Regions from separate parts of the Mus musculus genome. Here all the other regions are linked to region 4. A link is a contact called in public promoter capture Hi-C and targeted proximity ligation data. All regions are on one chromosome and are shown on one strand. The core of a region is the stretch at or near the end of the contact, and the rest is flanking DNA. Distances in the headings are between cores, read along the strand shown.

Evidence for each region. Promoter capture Hi-C pulls out the DNA fragments that hold promoters and counts their contacts.
Region 1: a contact with region 4 is called in a promoter capture Hi-C map of pre-B cells, with 2.1 times the contacts expected there. A contact is called at or near these places in 3 of 39 promoter capture datasets (frontonasal cranial neural crest, liver and pre-B cells) and 1 of 130 datasets of targeted methods (bone marrow-derived macrophages).
Region 2: a contact with region 4 is called in a promoter capture Hi-C map of neutrophils, with 2.3 times the contacts expected there. A contact is called at or near these places in 2 of 39 promoter capture datasets (liver and neutrophils) and 1 of 130 datasets of targeted methods (bone marrow-derived macrophages).
Region 3: a contact with region 4 is called in a promoter capture Hi-C map of embryonic stem cells, with 2.7 times the contacts expected there. A contact is called at or near these places in 13 of 39 promoter capture datasets (the 3T3-L1 cell line, the HPC-7 cell line, cranial neural crest and 9 more), 3 of 130 datasets of targeted methods (astrocytes, craniofacial prominence and embryonic limb bud) and 1 of 9 other capture datasets (liver).
Region 5: a targeted proximity ligation map of pancreatic cancer cells shows a contact between it and region 4. A contact is called at or near these places in 9 of 39 promoter capture datasets (the C10 cell line, the SN4741 cell line, cranial neural crest and 6 more), 1 of 484 Hi-C or Micro-C datasets (pre-B cells), 3 of 130 datasets of targeted methods (embryonic stem cells, memory CD8 T cells and pancreatic cancer cells) and 3 of 9 other capture datasets (adipose tissue, liver and pancreatic islet).

What each region holds. Positions count from the first base shown.
Region 1 is chr19:5,432,268-5,435,355 of GRCm38.p6, forward strand. No RefSeq gene overlaps it. Among named protein-coding and RNA genes, the nearest start is that of AI837181, 8.7 kb to the left of the region's middle.
Region 2 is chr19:6,162,783-6,165,763 of GRCm38.p6, forward strand. Batf2 (basic leucine zipper transcription factor, ATF-like 2) reads left to right here and starts at 1,657. Exons shown (of 3, transcript NM_028967.2): 1 at 1,657-1,771. The coding sequence starts at 1,733.
Region 3 is chr19:6,339,651-6,342,487 of GRCm38.p6, forward strand. It overlaps Map4k2 (mitogen-activated protein kinase kinase kinase kinase 2), which reads left to right and starts at 1,510. Exons shown (of 32, transcript NM_009006.3): 1 at 1,510-1,695; 2 at 1,809-1,866; 3 at 2,094-2,184; 4 at 2,253-2,317; 5 at 2,605-2,660. The coding sequence starts at 1,600. Men1 (multiple endocrine neoplasia 1) reads left to right here. Exons shown (of 10, transcript NM_001168489.1): 10 at 37-1,244. The coding sequence ends at 522.
Region 4 is chr19:5,892,519-5,895,481 of GRCm38.p6, forward strand. Tigd3 (tigger transposable element derived 3) reads right to left here and starts at 1,610. Exons shown (of 2, transcript NM_001362045.1): 1 at 1,452-1,610; 2 at 1-599. The coding sequence starts at 582.
Region 5 is chr19:6,240,298-6,243,475 of GRCm38.p6, forward strand. Atg2a (autophagy related 2A) reads left to right here and starts at 1,371. Exons shown (of 40, transcript NM_194348.3): 1 at 1,371-1,669. The coding sequence starts at 1,499.

The DNA of each region.
Region 1 (3,088 bases), core at 149-2,648, 460 kb before region 4:
TTCACTGAGGAGGGAAACTCCCCACTTCTGTGACGTACATGCCCTAGGCACTGAAGGGTAAAGCTAAGGGCACTAGTCTGAGAAACACTTCACCTGGTTTTTCTTTGGCCAGTGGCCTCCTAGGAGGGGATAGTATACCTGAGTTAGGCAGAAGGATGAGAGGGCAGGGAGCAGGTTTGTGGGGACAGCTTTTCAAGAAAGGAAACTAGAGATTGCAACTGGAATGAAGTCTGGACAGGACAGCTCAGGTATCCTTTCTTGTCTATTTTATGAACGAAACAAGCAAGGCTCATCGTAAGAGCAAACACTTATACAGGCCTGCTCTGCACAGGCAAACACTGGGTACCTTATATTCCTTAGCTCTCTCCACCCCACACAGCACTCCTTTTATTGATGAAAAATGAGATTAAAAGATGCTAAGATGGTCAAAGTGGAGTCAGGCACCCGAGAGGCTGAGGCAGAAAGGTTAGGAGTTCAAATTCAACTTCAGTTACACAGCAGTGTGAGGCCAGTCTAGGCCACATGATATCCTGTCTCAAAACAAACAAGAAAGTAAAAACTGGACAGAGCCAAGACTACAGATGCTCTAGTGGCCTGCCCAGCTCCTAAGGATGCCTCCTACATCAGGGCATCAGGGCATTCTGTCTCTGGTCCCCCAGCAATCCTAGCTCGCAGAGGCAGAAGCCTCTTTAAGATTAAGTCTGATTGGTTTCTACCATTGGGCCCAGCTATGCCTGTCAGGCACCCTGGAGGATAGCCAAGTCCCATACCAGGCCTCCTCTGCGGCTCCTGAAGGGAGAGAAAACTGGCTGCCACAATAAAATAAAATAAAATAAGTCAGCCAAACGTTCAGAGGCCAGGAGAGGGCAGTGAAGTTCCTGCCAGAACCTCTCCAGAGTTTTGACTTTTGACCAAACAAGCTTCCCTTTCCTGTGTTGACGCTCACCTCTTGCATCGTGTGCATATATGCACATAGACATAGCCCCCCCACACACACACACACACATGCCCAGAAACAGAGATACACACACACGTGCACACACACACACACACACACACACACACACACACACACACACAGACACACACAGACACGCCCAGAAATGTACACACACACAGGGAAAGTCTGGCTCAATTGCCCCAGATGGTCCTGGTCATCTCGGTCTGTAAGTACCCCAGGGGGCCTGACAGCTATGGCTTTTTGAGGTGGGGCAAGCAGCCCCTGCGCAGGCGCAGGCAAGCTTTGCCCCACTTGGCTCTCTTTCAGGCTCCATGACTCACTCCCTTGCCCCCCATGACTCAGTTTACACCAGTGCCTGGAGGTCCTCACAGCTCGGGTGGGGCGCTTTGTGGGTGCAGCCCAGGCCCGCCAGCCTTTCATCCCAGGATAAGCGTCTCATCCCACTCCTGGCCAGAGCAGGAGTTGGCACCGCTGCGATCAGCAGGGCAGGCTCCTGGGAGCCTGGGGACCGGAAGTGTTTATGGGGGAGGGGAGTCCTTGGTCTGGGCTTTTGAAAGAGCTGAAAAACTGCTAGACAAGCTCCAACCCTCCTGGGCTTGGGTTTAAATGGAACAGGACCCACTCAGTGGGTCAGGCTAATTGGACAGAGCCGTTGTGGACACACAGAAGAGGAAATGGGCTACATGGCACCAATCTTATCAGCAAGAGAGAACTCTAACATGTTTCTTGCATTTCTGGGAGTCTCCCTCCGAGCATTATCCATGATTTAACCTGTCTACTCCCCCAAGCAACCCAAAAAGCAGATACAAATGAAAGGACTGAGCCATAGACACCGAAGGAAGTTTGCACCGTGATAAAAGGAGGTTTTGCAAAGAGGGACTAAGCTAAGACATATACACTACCTTAAGGATGGTTGCCAAGGGGGTTTGTATATGCGTTTGCTCTTACAGTGAGCCTCTTAGTTATACACTGGGTAAGAAAGGATATCTGACACATCCTGGCCAGCCTCGCTGACACATCTAGCCAGCTACAGTCTCTTTTCCCTCTCTCGGGAACTGCTCCCACAGCCTGATGCCTCCCTAGCTACGTGGGTTGCAGTGGGACTGAGAGGCCCAGTGTTCACCTCCACCCTTAGATCTCCTGGGTCCAGGAACTCAGTGTGTGATGGGTGAAAAAGAAGGCAGATCTACCACTACACGACTCTATTCCCCAGCTATGAGACCCTTGCTTCTTTCCGCTTCTCCAGGTCATGTGGTTCTGCTCCATCCTCCTTCCACCTCTTCTTCCTCTGCCCTTCTTCCCTTACCATTCCTCCCCTCTCTAAAGCCTCCAGCCACACCTTTCCTTCCACTGCCCAATCACAGTCTTTAGCCTTTATTGACCAGTTAAAGGGCTGGAAGGATGATGGCTCAGTGCTTAAGAGAGCTGGCTGCTCTGCCCAGGGACCTGAGTTCAGTGCCTGGCACACATGTCAAACAGCTCACAGCCACCAGCTCCAGAGGACTCAGCACTGTCTTTCGGCCTCTGCAGAAACACACACACACACACACACAACACACACAACACACACACATAGTGGGGGCAGGGAAAGGGAGCAGAGACGGAGACAGAGACAGAGACAGAGACAAAGAGACAGATCTTCTAAGAGCCAGGAATGATAGATCATGTCTTTAATCCCAACATTCCAAAGGCAGAGGTCACCCTTGTCTTCAAGTTCCAGAATAGCCAGAGATACACAGAGAAACCCTATCTCAAAAAGAAAAGAAAAGAAAATTGTGGGTTGTATTCTGATATTAATTTTGCTTCCTCACAAGGAGCTGCCCCAAAGAGGAGTGGATCACATACTCAAGTGGTTTCATATGAACCTCCTCCCCATTTTAACTGGTCAATAAAGGCTAAAGACTGTGATTGGGCAGTGGAAGGAAAAGGTGGGGCTGGAGGCTTTAGAGAGGAGAGGAATGGTAAGGGAAGAAGGGCAGAGGAAGAAGAGGTGGAAGGAGGATGGAGCAGAACCACATGACCTGGAGAAGCTGAGCGAAGCAAGGGTCTCATAGCTGGGGAATAGAGTCGTGTAGTGGCAGATCTGCCCAATGTAGGCATATAGCTTATAAATATAACGACTTAGTT
Region 2 (2,981 bases), core at 407-2,906, 270 kb after region 4:
GCAAGGTGATAGGGTCCTGCTGGCACGTCCAATCTCATCGACCCAACAGTTTCAATTATGAATATGTCAGCGATCCTAGAATCCAGATCCACTGCAAGTCTCAAAGAGAAGATGCACCAGGCTGGGCAGTGCTTTCTAATAGGGAAGGGCTCTCTTCATCCTGTTCCTCCCCTTCAAACAGCTCTGTGGACTAGGAATGACTTTATCATCCACAGCAAAGGGATCACACACAGAAGGTATGGATGATAAATTTGGTGGGCAGAGCACCAGGGCTCATCTCTTAAGGCTCAAGCTGGCTTCAGGACCAGTTCTAGAGATGGCAAAAGATTCCTGTGTTGCATAACTCTGGTCATTACAGACATCACGACATGGCAGACACTACTAATCAATTGCAGTCTTTTTATTTTTATTTACTTTACTTATTTATTAAGAGACACCGTCTCTTCTAACCCAGGCTAGACCCCAATTCTGTGTAGCCATAAACTGCCTTGTCCTTCTGGTCCTCTTGCCTCCATTTCCCAAGGATTATAGGCATCTGCCACTGTGCCCAGATTTAGCACTTTTTGTTTTTTAAATATAAACTTGGACATAAAGATTCCTTTAAAAGTTTTATTTTGTGGGCTTGAGAGATGACTCAGCGATTAAGAGCACTGGCTATTCTTCCAGAAGATCCAGGTTCAGTTTCTAGCGCCTACATTTTTGCTTATAAATATCTGAAACTCTAGTTCCAGGGGCTCCAGTGCCCTCTTTTGGCCTCTGAGGACACGGGGCATATATGTAGGGCAGAGACATACATGCAAGCAAAACACTGGTATGCATAAATTAAATTTAAAAAGTTTAAATTCTTCATCATCAGTGGGACAGGGTCTCATCATTTAGCCCTGGTTGTCCTGTAACTTACTCTGTAGACCAGGCTGGCCTTTAACTCAGATACCTGCTGGGCTCTGCCTCTGAGTCCTGAGATTTGGAGGTTCGTGCAGTCACGAGCACTATCACGCCAGCTCTGATTGTTGATTTTTTGCATGAGTCCAACATCGGTCTCAGAGAGTTTGGAGTGGTCGTGTTGTCACAGTTCTTTTGTTATGCCTGGGAACTTTTATATTTTGAGAATTTTTAGTTCTTACTATGTAGCCCAGGTTGGCTTCAAACTCATGAATGATTCTCCTGCCTCTGCTTCTCCAGTGCAAGTACCACACCAGGCACACCCAGCCGCAGGCCTGGAAATTTGCTCCACCCTACCCATACCCTTCATAGATAAGGAAACCAAAGTTCAGAGAAGGTGAATCACCTTCTCAAAGCTGCACAGCTCCAGTGTGGACTGTGAACCTGGACTTTCTCAGAGACTATGGGGGCTCCTTCACGCACCCCACCCCAACCCCGCTTTTCCTCTAGGTTCTGTCCCTGGCATCCTGCCAGCCCTCTCCAGGATACGGTCTTGTTAACTGCTCCCATCTACCCTCCACCATCCTTCTTCTAGAGAAGGGGCCTAACCGGAAGGCTGCTCTTGTTAGGAAGTTCCACCCACGTGAGTGAGCGTGAGCGAGCAAGAGCCAGGGATTCTGGGCAGCCCATGGTTTTAGGAGAAACTGAAACTGGGTGTGCTAGGGGCGGAGTGGCCACTGGGGATTTAAAGAGCCACCACTTCCTTGGGCCTCCATAGGTCACTGGGAGGGGACAGCTGCTGAGGGGACATCCAGGACCAGACTGAACCTCTTTTCCCCTTGCCTAAGCCATGCAACTCTGTGGGAGTAGCGAGCTGCTGACTGAGACAGTGAGTACAGGGGACTAGGAAAGAAACGCTATGGAGAGAGACAAGGAAGGCTGCAGTAAGGTCACCATGATCTGTGTGACCTGGGAACTGGGCTGCACACTCCCATCTCACGGTTTAGTTCCTCCTGGGCACTGGAATGACTTCCTGGCGCTCACACTGCAGACCAGTCTCCAGCTTTGAACTTGGACCCTGCATGCGTGCGTACTGCTTCCTCGCAATCCATTTGCTCTCACCTTGCAGCGTTTCCCAGATCCTTCCCTTCTCTCTCTAGTCTCCCAAATCACAGCTGCCTTCTTTCCTCGCTGACTCTGTCTTTCTCCAGCCTCTATTCTGGTCTGAAGTTTGCCCTGAGGAGGATATAGCCACAATCCAAGGGACATGCAGAGTCCTCAGCCAGAGTGGCTGGAGTCTTGCCTGAGGTGGAGTGACAGAGACAGGGTCCCGCTCTAGGCATTTGACTTCAAGTTCCATTTAAGTTTTGTGGTCCCCGGGGTTGGAGGGCTCAGAGCTCTCAGGAGCAGTCCTCTCTGCCCAATGGAATCTCCATCAGTTCTAGGCAGCCGCCCCACTGCCCTGTGAGTGAGCATGGAGTCTTGTAGATCTCTTCTGTGCCAGGTAGGTGACATTCCTGCTTTGAGGAAAGATCTCGTGTATCCCAGGCTGGCTTCAAACTCACTATGTAGCCAAGTCTGGCCTGAACTAATCCTTCCATTACATCTTGCCATTTTGCCTAATTTTATTTGTTTGTTTTGTCTCCTCTTCCTACTCCTCCTTTTTCTTCTTCTTTTTCCCACTTCTGTGCCCTTCTAGTTTTGTGCCTGGTGCATAGTAGATGTTTAATAAATGTTTGTTGAAGGGATGGGGAGATAGCATAGTCAGTGAAGTACTTGTCTCGGAAGCCTAAAGACCTGAGCTTGGTCCCTAGCATCCATAAAGCACCTGGTTAGGTGGCAAGCACCTGTAAGCCCAGCCCTGGGAGAGGGGCGCTTGCTGACCAGGCAGCCCAGTCTTACTGGTGAGTCCCAGACCAGTGAGAGACTATATCTCACAAACAAACAACAAACAAACAAACAAACTAGGTGGGGGCCAGTTAGGAATGCTCACTGCTCTTGGAGAGGACCCGAGATTGGTTCCCAACACCTTCACGGGGCAGCTCACAACCAAATCACCTGTAACTCCAGCTCCAGGGGACTTAACACCTGCTTCTGGT
Region 3 (2,837 bases), core at 260-2,759, 450 kb after region 4:
TCCTCAGCCTTTCACTTGGCTTGCGCTTTTGCTCAGGTGCGGCAGAAGGTGCACATAGTTAGCCGGGAAGCAGAGGCGGCCGAGGCTGAAGAACCATGGGGGGATGAAGCCCGAGAAGGCCGTCGGCGTGGTCCCCGAAGAGAGTCCAAGCCTGAGGAGCCACCACCACCCAAGAAGCCTGCATTGGACAAGGGCCCGGGCTCAGGACAAAGTGCAGGGTCGGGACCACCTAGGAAAACGTCAGGGACTGTCCCAGGTACTACCCGCGGTGGCCAGGAAGTCGGCAATGCTGCTCAGGCTCCAGCACCTGCAGCATCGCCACCCCCAGAGGGCCCAGTGCTCACTTTCCAGAGTGAGAAGATGAAAGGCATGAAGGAGCTACTGGTGGCCACCAAGATCAACTCGAGCGCCATCAAGCTGCAACTCACGGCACAGTCGCAAGTGCAGATGAAGAAACAGAAAGTGTCCACACCCAGCGACTACACACTCTCTTTCCTAAAGCGGCAGCGCAAGGGCCTCTGAACTCTGATTCTGTGGCAAGGCCCCAGGCCTGCCCTCACTCCCAGCAGGCTTCACCCTCATCCTCTAATTCAAGCCTAGACTCCGCCCTCAGTCCTAGGGGACCCAGAGCTGTCCTGCAGTGACTAGGAGCCTTCATTTAGCCCCTCTTCAGGCCCCAGAGCCCTGGCTCAGTTCTTAGAATGTAGGTGTCATCCCCACCAGCCGGCCAATTGGAACCTCATTGTAGGTCCAATCCCCCGAAATTCAGTGGACCATGACAGGAGCCCAAGTCACGCCTGAACAGTAGGGCATTCCTCCCACTTGGGGGCTAGATTGACCTTAGCCCCAGAGCACAGTTGCTACCTGGAAACCAAGGACCATTCAGTCCCTAGGGGTAGATTTCCGCACTTTATATAGAGTTCCATCCTTTGGGAATCCAAATCCCTTACCCCAAAGAACTTACATATTGCTGCCCGAATTTGGAAATCTTCCTCGTCTCCCTAGCCCCTGAGTACAGGACATGAAGCTCCGACTCTTATCTGTGAATACTGAGCCTCGCCCCCTTCCTGACCAAACTGGCGCAAGAACAGAGCAGGACCTCTTCCAGCCCTCTGGGAACCTCCCTGAGGTCCCAGGAGGAAATCTGCACGGGGTGGGGGAGGGCCAGCCTCTTCCTGTTTTGTACATAGATTTATTTTTCAGTTCCAAGAAAGATAAATGCATTTTGTTAAGAAAAAAGAGAGATGTATGTATGTGTTTCATCTGAGAAATCGGGGATGGGGCGGGAGTGGATATCTGCTTTTGCTGTTTTAGGATTTTGAACTTTATGCTCTGCACCTGTAGCGCGGCGAGAATTGGGAGGGGTACCTAAGCTCCGCCCCTGCTTCTGGGACTTCCCCGCGCAACCAGGGCGCCTCCTCTCGGCCAGGCGGGCGGCGGGGCAGCCCCGGGCTGGCCCCGCCCCGGGCTGGCCCCGCCCCTACGGCCTCCGAGTCTCGGCGCTGCCCCTGCCTGCCCGCTCGCTTCGCCCCGCCCCACCCCGCGCCGCTCCGCGCCGGCTCCGCAGCTTGCGCCCGCCGGCGGGTCCGGCGCCGGGCCATGGCGCTGTTGCGGGACGTGTCGCTGCAGGATCCGCGGGACCGCTTCGAGCTGCTACAGCGTGTGGGGGCCGGGACCTATGGCGACGTTTACAAGGTGCGCTGAGCGGGGCTGCGGGACGGGCGGGAGCGCAGGAGGAGGGTGCATCTTCACGTCCCGCCGCGGGAACCCCGGCCCCGCCCCCTCCTCACCCCGCTTCTCGCCCCTAGGCCCGTGACACCGTCACGTCCGAACTGGCCGCGGTGAAGATCGTCAAGCTAGACCCAGGTGTGGGCCCGGGTGGGGCCTCTGTGCTCCTGGGAGGCGGGCGGGTGAGCTGGCGGGGGCAGAGAGTTAACATTTTCTAGACCCCCCCGTGAAGCCGACCCCAGGAGAAACTAAGGTTTGGCACCTGCTCGGCAAGGAGAGAAATACTCTATGCTCATTTTGCACATAGGGACAGAGTCTAGGCTATTCGTTCCCCCCCCCCCCCCATAATGCCTTGTGCTCCCCAGGGGACGACATCAGCTCTCTTCAGCAGGAAATCACCATCCTTCGTGAATGCCGCCACCCCAATGTCGTGGCCTACATCGGCAGCTACCTCAGGTGAGGTTGTTTATCCTCTTACCCTCTTGTGCCTTGCATTGTGCCACCCCAGCTCTCTGTCTCCCCAGGAATGACCGATTGTGGATCTGTATGGAGTTCTGTGGAGGAGGGTCACTGCAGGAGATTTACCACGGTGAGATCCAGACTCCATGGACATGGCCTTTCCCGATCCCAACATAGGGGTAGGAAGGCATCCTTCTGGCTGCACTTGGACTCCTCTTAGCTTCTGACTGGCTGTGTGACCTTGAGAGAAATACTATCCTCCTCTGGGCTCAGTTTCCCAGCCTGAGTCTGGAAGAAATTTGGCTAACATCACTTTGCTGTAGTGGTGCCTGCTGCTCCCCACTCTGCAGGGTGGGTAGGGAGGGTCAGCATATCCCTCAGGCTCTTTCTCTTCAGCCCCCATTCTGTATGTTTCAGCCACTGGGCCCCTGGAAGAACGGCAGATTGCCTATGTTTGCCGGGAGGCACTGAAGGTATGGGGCTCATAGGCAGCACCCATTTTGGAATCCTCAGGAGTGTGGGCCCAACACATCTGGCCAGTGGGAGATTGGGACCTTGGGATGGGCTGACTCAGGGGGTGGAGGTCCTAGCAGGAGGGGGCCCCCCAGTTCTGTTGCCGGAAGCAGCCTATTTCCCTCTTGGCTCATTCA
Region 4 (2,963 bases), core at 360-2,859:
CCGATCACATTCAAACACTCTGCCAGGCACCGCGCGATACAACAAGGGTACTTCAGCACAGCCAAAAACATCTTCTGGTGAGAAGTCTTTAAGAGAAAGAGGTGGCTGGGCCTGAGATGGGAGAACTGCAGGAGGAGCTTCAGGAGGGAACAGAGGGACAAGGACCTGGCGAGTCCCAAAGCCCACATTGTTTCGACGTTTCCAGCGGACCAGCCAGCCAATGCTAGGCACGAAATCCTGGCCCATGATATCGGCCAGTTCCTTGGCCTTGTGGAGCAACATGGGCCCCGTTACATCCCAGGCCTTGGCTCGGGCAATGTGGTACCAGCACAGTAGAGCCTCATCGATCCCACTGTATTTGGATTCACGCTTCCGCTTCCGCTCGTGGTTGGCTGTGCCACTGCACCAGTCTGCCAACAGCTTCTCCTTATTCTTGCAGATCCGTGAGATCTGGGGCTGTGAGACCTGGAAGCGCCGGGCCACCTCTGACTGGGACATCTTAGACTCATCCAAGAGTTCCAGCACCTGGATCTTCTCAGCCAGGGACAGGGCGTGAAGCTTCTTCTTGGTGTTCAGCTCCATGACTCCCTGGGAAGCTGCTGGGGGAAGAAAAGTAGGAGAGCGTGCCAATGGCTGAGAGCAAGAAGAACAGAAGAGGTCGGGACCCCTGAAGCCAGAGCAATTCTCTGGAATGCAGAAAGCTGGAGGAGACCAGGCCAGCTGAAAGAGACATGAGATGGCCAGGCTGTGGGAGGAGAGGGCTAGACCCAGAAGAGAGCTGGCAGAGTCGAGTGTTTCTGGTCCGAAGTGGAGAGAATTCTGGGCTGGGGTTTGGTATTGATGGGGTGGAAGGATGAATAGAGGCTAAAGCACAGCTGTAAAGACAACCAGGAGACAGCTGCAGGGACAACAAAGGAGCAAAAACAAGGAGAGGCCTGGGGCTGAGGCTGAGCGGGGCAGGTGTAGGGGACATTCAGGGTGCCAGGGAGGAGTCCCCTGAGAGGAGATGAGGAGGAGGAGGACCTAGGTTGAATTTTGATGGCTGAAGGCAGGTGGTAGACTGAACGGACAGAGTCGAGATGAACAGGTGAGATGGTACAGATGACAAAGCCAGATGGATGGTGTCTGAAGGCGCTAGTACAATTCGGCGCTGGCAAGGCGGGGTGGTAAAGCTACCCAACGGTTCAACCAGGAGAGTGAAGATGCCAAGACGACAAAGGGAGACAGGGTGAGGAGGATGAGGGCAAAAGGGAAGAAGTGTCCTCTGCCCAGTGATAGCCTGGAGTGATATCAGAGAGAAGGGAGCACCGGCCAGGAAGCAGGCGGCTCGAGCGCTGGGCTCTGCGCCCTGGTTCGCTGAGTTGACCCCTCGTCAGTCGGCTGGACGGACACAGGCGTCGACCCCAGCCCGCCCGCCCACCCGGCTACAGGGCCTCCCGCTCCGCACCCACCTCCAGGCGCCGTCCCGCGCCTCCAGTCCCTGCCCCAGCCAGGTTCCTGGGCCTCAGCAGAACCAGAGAGTGACGGGCGCCGCGACCCGAGGACAGAGCGCGCCGAGAGGCTGCTCTGGAGCGGGCGCGCGCAGAGCGCGCACAGCCCTCACCCGGGTCTCTCAAGGCTGGGAAAACCTCGTCGCGGCCCCTCCGCAGCCCCGCCCTAACAAACTGATTAGCCATCAGCGGCAACTTGTCCCGCCTCCAGTTACATCTGATTGGATGCTGTGGAAGTGGCGGTTTGTCAGCCCTCCGGAGGAGGAGCTTCCTGAGTGGAGGGGTCTGGCGGGAAGAACCGGCCTTAGTGCCTATCACTTGTCGACCAGCCGGCGTGCCTTGACAGCCACCCAGGTGATTTCGACCCCATCCCTACGTGGTACCTAACTGGGATACCGGCCCTCCAGGATTTGTTTTGGAAACAAGATGAAAGGAGAAAATGAATGAATGTAAGCTTTTAGTCACAAAAGAGTTACCATGGACAGCGCTGGCCTCTGGTCTTGCCAACGGCCTACAAAATACACCGGTGGCAAGAAAGGACATTTTTTTTTTTAACCAGTTTTGGTGGGTCACGGCAAGATCTAAATTCCTGTTAGTCACTTCCCTCCTTTGTAACTAGGTGTAGATAACTTAGCCCTCCCTGCCCCTAAACAGCCAGGACCCCACTTTTTCATAGGTTTTGAGCCTATCCATTTACCACTGGATGCTGTCAGTCTCTCCAAGTGTCGTCTCCTGCGAACCAAATATTTTCTCTTAAATCTATTTTAGTGGTCTCATCTGCACATTTCTTTTTTGGCCCTCAAGACTACTCAGTTGCTAAGGATTAGTGCCTGACTCCCTGTACTCCTGGCCTACATAGCAGAACAGGCAGTGCATAGTCCAGACAACTCTGTGCAGTAGCAGGCCAGGGCTCAGCTTTCTCTGGCAACAGTGACCTCAGGGTGCTCTAGGAAAATCTGAGCACACTTCAGTCGATATATAAGTATTTAGCTAGAGAGGTTTGGGAGGGGTTCCCTTCCTTGTTGAGGCAGGGCTTTGCTGTGTAGCATACTCCCAGTTGGATGTTAAGCTTCCTGCAGATTCTGTCTCTGACTTCCATGTCCCTCTAAGAGTGCTGGAATAAGGGCTGGTGAGATGGCTCAGCGGGTAAGAGCACCCGACTGCTCTTCTGAAGGTCCTGAGTACAAGTCCCAGCAACCACATGGTGGCTCACAACCATCCTTAAGGAGATCTGACTGGTGTGTCTGAAGATAGCTGCAGTGTACTTACATATAATAAATAAATTTAAAAAAAAGAGTGCTGGAATAACACACATCATCCAGCTCCTTATCTGGGATGCAGGGACAAAATTCAGGTGGTCAGGTTCACAGTCAAAGTGCTTGTCTTGGACAGGGGTACGATGCCAATAAATAAATGAATGGGGAAAAAAGAGAGAAGAGAAGAGAAGAGAAGAGAAGAGAAGAGAAGAGAAGA
Region 5 (3,178 bases), core at 121-2,620, 350 kb after region 4:
CATTGATGTGAGTCATAGTCCCTTTTGCCAGAGATAAGCAGAATGGCTCCTCTTAGCAAGTAGGAACTATCATCCCCCACTCCACCCCACCCCACCCTGCAGGACCGGGTTTCTCTGTGTAACCTTGGCTGTTCTGGAACTCCCTCTGTAGACTAGGCTAGCCTGGAATTCAAAGACTGGCTTGGTGTATGTCCCTGAGGGAATCCTCACTTTTGTCTAAATGTCTGAATTTGGGAAAAGGAATTTCTTGGGGACCTGACAGAATTTTTAAAAAGAGAGAAATGGGTGTGTGTGTGTGTGTGCCTTCAATCCCAGATTTTAGAAGCACAGGCAGATGCATCTCTGATTTCAAGGATAGCCTGGTCTACAGAGCGTTCCAGGACAGCCAGGCTACACAGAGAAACTTTGTCTCGGAAAAAACAAAAAACAAAAAAAGGAAAGAACAAGGAAGAAGAAAGAAAAAAAAAAGTGGAAACAAATAGTGCCTTTTTAGGGAGTTGTTAACAATAATGGATAAGATAAGCGGCTAGGAGGAGTGGGGAGAGGGGTTTTGTGGAGGCAAACTGGGAGGAATAACATTTGAAATGTAAATAGATGCCTGGCAGTGGTGGTGCACGCCTTTAACGCCAGCACTTGGGAGGCAGAGGCAGGCTTTAGAGGCCAGCCTGGTCTACAGAGTGAGTTCTAGGACAGCCAGGGATACACAGAGAAACCCTGTCTCGAAAAACATACAAACAGAAATGTAAATAGATAAAATAACAAATAAGCAAATGAAAAAAGATAAAGGACTAAAGCAAGTTTCATAGGGCTGGGCGTGATGATGTATGCACGCCTTAAATTCCATCATAGAGAGGCAGAGGCAGGAGGATCCTATGAGTTCAAGGCCAGCCTGGACTACAGTGTGAGTTTCAGAACCGCCAAATACAGAAAAGCTTGTCTCCAAAAAAAAAAAAAAAAAAGTTTTATAAAAGTGCAAATGTGCATTTGTTGCCAAAAGATAGACTGCAAAATTCGCACTGACTTTACTCCTCTGATAAGCTTGTCTACAAATTGGGTGAGTCACTGTTCCTTTAAATTCTTCCCAATCACCTAAAAAAAAAAAAAAAAAGTTGGACAAATCGGCACATGCGCACTCTTCCTGGCCCGGACTGTCGCCCTACGGTTGCAGCCTTTCCGCAGCTTGAAGCAAGGAGGTTAAAGGTCCTCCCACTCAGAATTTACGCGCAAGCGTAAACTACGATTGGGAGCATTTCATCTCGCAAAGAGCCCAGTCCCTTTTTCGCTCTTCAAGGCTCCGCCTCCCGCGGCCAATCAGTGGGCCTCGCCCTTCGCAATGACCAATGGCAGCGAGCGTGGGGGCGTGGTTGGGCGTCCGGGGGCGCGGCCTGGCGCTGAGAGAAGCGGCGGGGCGAACCGGGGGCTCTAGTGAACAGCACAGCCGGACCGAGATCGCCGGCTGTCGGCCAGCGGAAGCGGCTCGGGCCCGGCGGTCCCCGAGATGTCACGATGGCTGTGGCCATGGTCGAACTGTGTGAAAGAGCGTGTCTGCCGCTACTTGCTACAGCACTACTTGGGTCACTTCTTTCAGGAGCACCTCAGCCTGGACCAGCTCAGCCTGGATCTGTACAAGGGCAGCGTTGCCCTGCGGGATATTCACCTGGAAACCTGGGTGAGGAGGCAGGGCAGAGGTGGGATGGTGTGGAGAGAGGGAGCACGGGCCAGCGAAGGGTCCTCGCGGAAGGTTTGGGCTGGAGGACAGGCACCGTGTTTGGAGAGGCCAGTGGGTCTCGACCGCCTCCGCCAGGCCCCCTGGCTGGCCCGTCACCACTTAACCAGAAGCTAGGAGAGAAGTCTCTGTCTTCACCTCTCTAGGAGAGACAGACTAGGAAGTGAGGTGTTACTTTAAAAAAAAAAATGTCACCATCATCATACGGAGTTTGGGAGAGCTGCTTGGGGAAGGGGATTCCCGGGAGCTAGGGGAGCAGAGAGATGTTGTGGGGAGCCAGGCAGTAACAAGAGCTGGAACTAGGGTAGTCAGGGAGGCTTTGGGGGTGTTAAGAGCCCTGCCAGGGGCACCTGTAGAAAGATGTGTCCTGACCTCCTCACCCCATGATCCTGGGCATAAGGGGTGGAGATCGCCCCCGGATGTGGATGTCAACAACAGCGTCACTGCCTTCTGTGTTGATCCACACCTCGTGTGACTGTTGCTGCTCTCTACTTCCTGCTTTTGGGAGAGTGGGAGGGGCCTAGCTTGGGTTTAGGGAAGGACTTGGTCTCTGGCATCTCTACCTGGAGGGCAGCCCTCCAGGAGAGGTGTAGAGGTTTAGCTTCAGGCTAGCTGGGGTGGGGGATGGGAGGAGAAGCTGGGCCTGATGCTCAGGAGGTCTGAGGCCTAGGGTATGGAGTTGAGCAGGAGGCTGGGGGTGGCAGGTGAGGGGCATTGACTCACAGCTGATGGCTGGGAGTAGCCAAGGAGCCACCAATTAGAGGCTCCAGCTAAGGGCTGGTATGGGGTCATCCTAGCTCCAAGAGCAGTAGAATGGGCATGTGGCAGGGCTGGCCTCTTTCTCTTTTCTAGCTGGCCTATGGGTCTGCAGCTTCACTTAGAAAGAGCTAGAGGTGAGCCATGCCTTTGGGAACAAATATGGGTTGAAGAGATGGTGGCATCTTCTAATGGCCTGGTATAAGAGGTGTCTGACCTTCGCCTCTTAAACCGCTCAGAAAAATATCCAACATCTGGGTGTTCCCTTTTTTTTTTTTTTTGCTTTCAGCCAGAATGCCTTCTCAGTCCACTCTCTTGTTTCTTTTTTTTTTGGGAGGGGGGGCTGTCCAGGGCCCTGGCTGTTTTCTAGCCTCTCCCAGACAGCCCAGGCACCTCACTTAAGCCCACCCCTCTCTGCTCTTCACCCTACAACCCTACCTTGAAGGCATTCCAAGCAACTACATGGTCCAAGGACCAAGTTGAGCCCTTCCCAGCCTCAGCTTTCCTGGTACCTGGAGTGACTAAGACAAATGCCTAGGCCTCAGTGTCCCCATCAATAGAAGAGGAAGGTTGACTCAACCTCTGCTTGCCTCTGGCTCTGGCCTTGTTTGTTTATCCGTGGGCTCAGCGGGTGTTTACCGAGTACTACCCAGAGCACCTGGGTTCTTAGGGAGAAGACTAGTGACTCATGGCCTC